Regions from separate parts of the Mus musculus genome. Here region 1 is linked to region 2. Evidence: chromatin contacts called from public Micro-C data. All regions are on one chromosome and are shown on one strand. Each heading gives the region's core, a stretch centred on a gene start, on an enhancer-like site or on the middle of the called end of the contact. The rest is flanking DNA. Distances are from core to core; before and after follow the strand shown. Region 1 holds the start of Hes6 (hairy and enhancer of split 6). Region 2 holds the start of Twist2 (twist basic helix-loop-helix transcription factor 2).

Region 1 (3,292 bases), core at 59-2,558, 390 kb after region 2:
TGTAAAGGCTGATTAGGAGCTGGCTCCTTGTCCTGGCTCTAAAGCAGCAGCCGAAATCCAAGAACGCTGGAGCAGAGCCAGGGGTTCCGAGGGGGCGCGCGCGCGCGCACACACACACACACACACACACACACACACACACACACCCCTCCCGCGGCGAGGCAGGGCCGGCAGATGGACCGCCGACGACGCGGGGCTTGGGCGTCTGGCCGACACAGGCGTGCCTGTTGCAGCCTGCAGGACAAAGCCAGCTAGACAAAGGCGCGGCCAACACCTGTCGCTCCTGGCCGGCCTGCCGCTTTTCTCTGCGGAAGCGGCTGCAGCTGCCAACTGTCACGGGCATCAAGTTACTGGGGCCAGACAGCAGCCTCGGCCTGCAGGAACCAAGAATAGAAGGGGGAGGAGCTGAGAGGGACTGGGGGTAGTGGGGATGGGGGACTCTAAGGGGACTCGCGGGGAAGGGAGGTGAGCGTGGAGAGGGGTTGGGGAACAGGGATGTGTGAGACCACCGCAAAGAGGATGCGGAGGAACTAGAGGGAAATGAGAGGCGCTTAGGCGGGTACGGGGTGATGAACAAGGAAGGAGAAGCTTGACTGGGGGCAGTTGGGGTGGGGTTAAAATAGACAAGGTAGTGGTTGGGTAAGTGACTTAGAGCACAGAGAAATAGAGATTTAGTAAGAACGACCGCGGACCTTGGAGTAAGAAGGTTATAGGTGTCTTAATGGGTCCAAAAGGACACACAAGGGTCCTGTTCCTGCTGCTAAATTGGCTCGTACTTTCCCCGGACTTTGCACTCTCGCCACCGGTGACCCGAAGCCCCTTCCAGGTCCCGAGGTCACGGACTTGACTTTGGCACTGCCCTGTCTGAAGTCAGCTCTGGGACTGGAGCGCTATTCTCGAGAGCACTTTTGGTGAACCAAGGGAAGCAAATGCCCTGTAGGAATGGATGGGTGAAGAGGTGGGTGGAAGGGCGGCATGGATAGATATACGGACCGAAGGATGTATAGCTAAGTCCGAGCTTACAGGCAGGCAGGTCTGGCCTCATAACTCAGCGAAAGGAAGTACAAGCACACCAGCAAGAGAGAAGCCGGAGGTCACTGCCCAGGAGTCCTGCCCGGCCTAAGTGGCAGGAGGTCTGGCTGTGGGCTCCGCCCCGCCAGCTGCCAGAGACCCGCGGGGCCTGACAAAGCGCGCCGCTCTCATTGGCTACAGGCTGCCTCACGGCTGGCCTCTCCGACCACGCACAGCCAATCGGTGCATTGACATGTAAATAAGTTGCTATAAAATGGGCGGGGTCCCGCGGGCCGGAAGACTCCGGAGAGCTAGTGGGGCCTCCGGGCTGCGACCCACCTCGCTGAGTAGTTTGCACTAGGGCGCCGGGCTCCGTAGACCATGGCTCCGTCCCAGGCGCCCAGCCGGGACCGTGCAGGCCAGGAGGATGAGGACCGCTGGGAAGCACGGGGGGACCGCAAGGTGCGGACAGGGGCTACGGGTGGATGGGCTTGGGGGAGGTTGCGCGGGCCAGGGGGCTCAGTAGCCGCTTCCCACAGGCCCGGAAGCCCCTGGTGGAGAAGAAGCGACGCGCACGGATCAACGAGAGTCTTCAGGAGCTGCGGCTGCTGCTGGCCGGTACCGAGGTGCGACGGGAAAGGTGCAGGGGGGAGGGGGACCTTCAGGGTGCACCCCGAAGCGCACGGCCGGACTCAACTCCCTTCCCCTCTGCGCAGGTGCAGGCCAAGCTAGAGAACGCCGAGGTTCTGGAGCTGACCGTGAGGCGCGTGCAGGGCGCGCTGCGAGGCCGGGCGCGCGGTGAGTGGCGGCGGGGATCGAGGGCGGGGGCGCTGACCGGGCACGCCTGCCACCCAACAGCGGGACACGTCGGCTCCCGGAGCCCCGGTCCTATCCATGGCAAGGGCTTCCCCCAGAACGGGACACGCTACTGTGTCTCCTGGGTGAGCCCCGAACCCGCGGAGCGGATCGTCCGAGCCACGATAGTCACTGCTCACGGTGCGGGACGCTGCTCTCTTCTTCCCACCCTCCTGCACAGAGCGGGAGCAGCTGCAGGCTGAAGCAAGCGAGCGCTTCGCTGCTGGCTACATCCAGTGCATGCATGAGGTGCACACGTTCGTGTCCACGTGCCAAGCCATCGATGCCACTGTCTCAGCTGAACTCCTGAACCACCTGCTAGAATCCATGCCGCTGCGTGAGGGTAGCAGCTTTCAGGATCTGCTGGGGGACTCCCTAGCTGGGCTGCCTGGAGGCTCTGGGAGGAGCAGCTGGCCTCCAGGAGGGTCCCCAGAATCCCCATTGTCCAGTCCCCCAGGTCCCGGGGACGACCTGTGTTCTGACCTAGAGGAGATCCCAGAGGCTGAACTAAACCGGGTGCCTGCTGAGGGGCCGGATTTGGTGTCTACATCCTTAGGCAGCCTGACTGCAGCTCGCCGGGCTCAGAGTGTGTGGAGGCCTTGGTGACCAACACTTACCAGGGACCTGTGAATGGTGGCTGCCATCCTTAAGTTTGCTTCCTCCCTGGGTATCAGATAAGGTGGAGACAGCTCAGGATGCCCCCCAGGTATGCCCTCCCCACTCTCCAACAGATGACTTGAATGACAACCCTAATGGCCAGGCCCTGCAGGTCCCTAGCACTATTTTTTCGTGGACCCTAGAGCTCTGGATGGTGGCTGGGGGGCCAGGGGGTGCACTAAAGAAAGACAGGAGACTTTTGGAGAGCTGCCAGGGCTCCCTCGTGTTCACCTCTCCCTGCCTTTTGGGCATTCTGAGGATCTAGGGCAGAAGTGGCCAATCTTGAGACTGAGCATTAGGGTCCTGGGCAGGGACACACAGGCCACAGCAATCCTGACCTGAAAGGAAGTTCAGATTTGCTACTTTGGCTATGAGACCAGGGGAGGCGGGCATATTCTGCGGTCACTGAAGCTGCTCCTCGTTTGTAACACAGTTGCGCGCGTGTGAGTTTGGTTGCCATCCCATCGATGCTCCAACCGAATTAAATAAAGAACTTTGGAGTTAGTTGCTCCTGGTGTACTGTCATTGATGTGTCCAATGTGTGAATGTTCAACTGCATCCAACACTAGTGTATACCTTTTTAAAGGGCCCACCCTTTGTTAGCAAAGTGTATTCGTGTGGTGCTGATAGAGATGTCCCCACTGCTGGCCAGGTCCTCTGTGTTCCCCCACTTTCCTAGGAGTATGTGTCCTTGAGGATTCCACTAGCATCAGGTTTGTCTCCAGGGTAACTAAGCCGTAGGGAGAAGATCTGTCCTTGTACTGTTCTC
Region 2 (3,132 bases), core at 320-2,819:
ACACCAATCCGGTGCTCAGCTGTGCTGAGCTGCCTTCTTCCCAGGCAAGGCCCTGCTCACACTGCTTCTTCATCCACACCCACCGCACACTCAGACCTGTTACCCAGCCTGAATCCCTTGCCTCTGTGTCTTTCCAAGTTCAAGGATGGTGGTACTTAAGCACACAACTCTAAATACGATCCACCTGCTTGCAGGCAGCCAGAGACTCCAAGCCGCTACATCCACCCAGGCCTGGGCGCTTGAGGGTTCCATACTTTTGGGGCGACAAGGGTCTACTGCATTCTTGGCGCCCAGAGATTTGCTCCTCTGTGAACCTGGAGCCCCAGCGCTGAACAGAAACCTCTCTGCCGCGCCAGGGGCCAGCATCATCTTACGTACTGAGCCGGCTAGGGCTTGAACGCCCTAGCATCCAAGGCGCGGGCCGGAACTGCGGATCAGAAAGAGCGGATTGTCTGTACCACGCGTGGGCTCCTCAGCTCCATAGAATGAGCGCGAGGCAACAGGTCGGCCACAACCCAGCGGGCATCGCATCTCCTGGCCTCCGCTGGCCTAAGGAAGACGTTTTGACAACCGCTCCCCACAGAGTCACCCACAGATACCCATCCACCAAAAATGAAAAGTGACCATTTGTCCAATAAGTGTATTTGGACCCTGATGGGGAACCACAGGCGGGTGGATTCCGAACGGATACCCTTGGCAAAAGACCTTGGGCGTGCCCCCGGGGTAGGAGAGTTTTCTCAGGTCGCGCCAACCCTTGCAGGGTGAGGAAGCTCACCCCATCCCTGTGCGGTTGCCTGAGGTACCTTCACGAGGAGAGATACACTGGCCCGTCCGCCCACCCACCCGTGCGTCGTGGATGCCCACCACACGCAGCACCTACCCTGGCTTGCGGCTCCGGAGGTGGATGGCACGGCGCGGCGCTAGTGGGAGGCGGACATGGACCACGCGCCCTCCATGCGCCACACGGAGAAGGCGTAGCTGAGACGCTCGTGAGCCACGTAGCTGCAGCTGGTCATCTTATTGTCCATCTCGTCGCTCTGGAGAACCTGGTAGAGGAAGTCTATGTACCTGGCGGCCAGCTTGAGCGTCTGGATCTTGCTGAGCTTGTCAGAGGGGAGCGTGGGGATGATCTTGCGCAGCGCGGCGAAGGCCTCGTTGAGCGACTGGGTGCGCTGGCGCTCGCGCACGTTGGCCAGGATGCGCTGGCTCTGCAGCTCCTCGAAAGACTGCGCGCTCGGGCTGCCCTTCTTGCCGCGCTTACCCGGGGTCGGGCTGCCATCTTCGCTCGATTTCTTGCTGTAGCGCCGCTTCCGGCCGAAGCGCTTGGGCTGCCTCTCCAGCTCTTCCTCACTGGTGCCCAGACTGTCCACGGGGGACACCGGCGAGCTGGAGCCCTCCTCCATGGCGCCCGCCCGGCGCGCGTGGGGCTGGGGGGCGCCGAGCGCACGCCACTGGCCAAGCCCGCGGCCGCCGAGCACAGGCTCCCGGGTCGCTCTCAAAGGCTCTGATTTCGAGGCCGGCTTGTGCAAAACCGAGGTCTCCGGGAGAGGAAGTTATTCTAACTTTTTTGGAAACTCTATCCCGGCTGGGTTGCTAAATAGCTGTCAGGAGCGAGGGCGGCGCGCTGATTGGCCACCGTGGCCAGGGGCAGGACAAATTCTGGGGCCTTCGCCGGCCGCCCCCGCCCCCCCCCCCCCCCCCGGGCGGCACTTTCAGTTTTGTCTCCGCTTTTTTCGGCCCTGACTGTGGCCCGCATCTCGGAGGCCAGATCCGCGCGCTCAGCCTGCGCTCCTACCCCAGGCGCGGGCCGCTAATCAGCGGTGCTGACCTCTAAGTTCAACGGTGCCTGCCTTTGTCTGAGTCTCCTGGAGCAGATTTGGCCCTGCCAGGGTTCAGGGTCTCTGCGAGGGGTGGAGGAGGCAAGTCCAAGCCCAGATGTGCTCCGTGGACCAAGGACGCAGCTGGGAGCCTCTTGGGGCGCGCACTGAGACCTCCGGCGTCTGCAACGCGATCCTGCCCGCAGTGAGTGGAGCTGTGCAGGCAGAGTGCCACGACCCGGGGCAGGGCAGATACTCGCCTGTTGGCAGAGATGTCCACCCCCACGATCTCGCCTCTAGGATCTATAGAGACGCCGCCCGGCTCGGGCCAGTATGCAAGTTGGAGATCCTTTTTCAATCCCGATTTTCTGGGCTACTTCAGCCTGGACACGTTTTCAGAACCTGCCCCCTAAATGCTTTATAGCTTAGGCATCACAGCGAGCCTCTGCGGGAGCGCCCATGTGCCCGCCATGCCTGCCTACCTGACCTTGCCCTGAGTGTTGGATCCCGGTTTGGGGTTCAGCCTCAGCCTCTGTACTGTGCTTCACTTGCAGGCGGGTGGTGGGCCCAGAACACTGAGACTAGGGAGAGGCTGAACCTGTCTGAAGTCCCCTGCCCTGGGCACTGATGGGCAGGGCAGGAGGGCTCAGGATTGCAGAACATTGGGCCAGGCCTTGGTGAACAGACATCACGGATCCCGGCCCTTTGCCATCTGGACTCTGAGCGCCGAGCGCCAGCCAGCGCGTTTGAAGTGCTTGGGGTCTCTTTGTTCGCCAGGCCGCTCTAGCTGGGGCCTGGAGGTGGTTTACAGCTTCCTTGCCTTTGAACCTATTCCCAGGTGACCCGGGCTCAACTAGGCCAGGCTTGAGCATGGCTGTCAGAGAAGCCCTGTGATCAAGGGCTAACTAGGTCTTATTGAAGTTGAACCTGAGGCCAGAGACTGCTACAGCCTCAGCCACTCCTGGGGGCAGTGGGGAGGGCCCCCGATGTGGGGCCCTCGGGTTGAGACCACTGTCTAAGGAGCTGGAAGAGCTGTGTATGCCACTTCTTGCCCCCTCACCAAAGGCCTGGGCTCTCCACCTTTGGGGACATGCAACACGCACCACTGGAACAATGCTCTGTGGAGAGCAGGCCCACTCACAGAGGACTGTCACAGCTCTGTGGCTCCTTAAACATTCTCAGGCTTCAGAAGGGTAGTTAAAGGTCTCCTTCAGCCACAGTGCCCATTGCCAGGCTGACTTGCCTTCTGGGAAGGCCACATTTTATCCAATGTCCCTTTCCTTCATCTTTTAAAAATTCAAAGTTCCTTTAAGGA

The links. A called contact is a pair of places that touch in the nucleus more often than the background predicts.
Region 1: a contact with region 2 is called in a Micro-C map of embryonic stem cells, with 2.1 times the contacts expected there. The contact joins the promoter of Hes6 here to the promoter of Twist2 in region 2. A contact is called at or near these places in 1 of 39 promoter capture datasets (embryonic stem cells), 5 of 484 Hi-C or Micro-C datasets (embryonic fibroblasts, embryonic stem cells and stem cell-derived neural progenitor cells), 1 of 115 datasets of contacts at active chromatin or transcription factors (the NIH/3T3 cell line) and 1 of 9 other capture datasets (pancreatic islet).

Annotation. Positions count from the first base shown.
Region 1 is chr1:91,411,238-91,414,529 of GRCm38.p6, reverse strand. It overlaps Hes6 (hairy and enhancer of split 6), which reads left to right and starts at 1,308. Exons shown (of 4, transcript NM_019479.3): 1 at 1,308-1,473; 2 at 1,551-1,637; 3 at 1,728-1,809; 4 at 2,048-3,047. The coding sequence starts at 1,393. The coding sequence ends at 2,472.
Region 2 is chr1:91,799,898-91,803,029 of GRCm38.p6, reverse strand. It overlaps Twist2 (twist basic helix-loop-helix transcription factor 2), which reads right to left and starts at 1,569. Exons shown (of 2, transcript NM_007855.3): 1 at 881-1,569. The coding sequence starts at 1,403. The coding sequence ends at 921.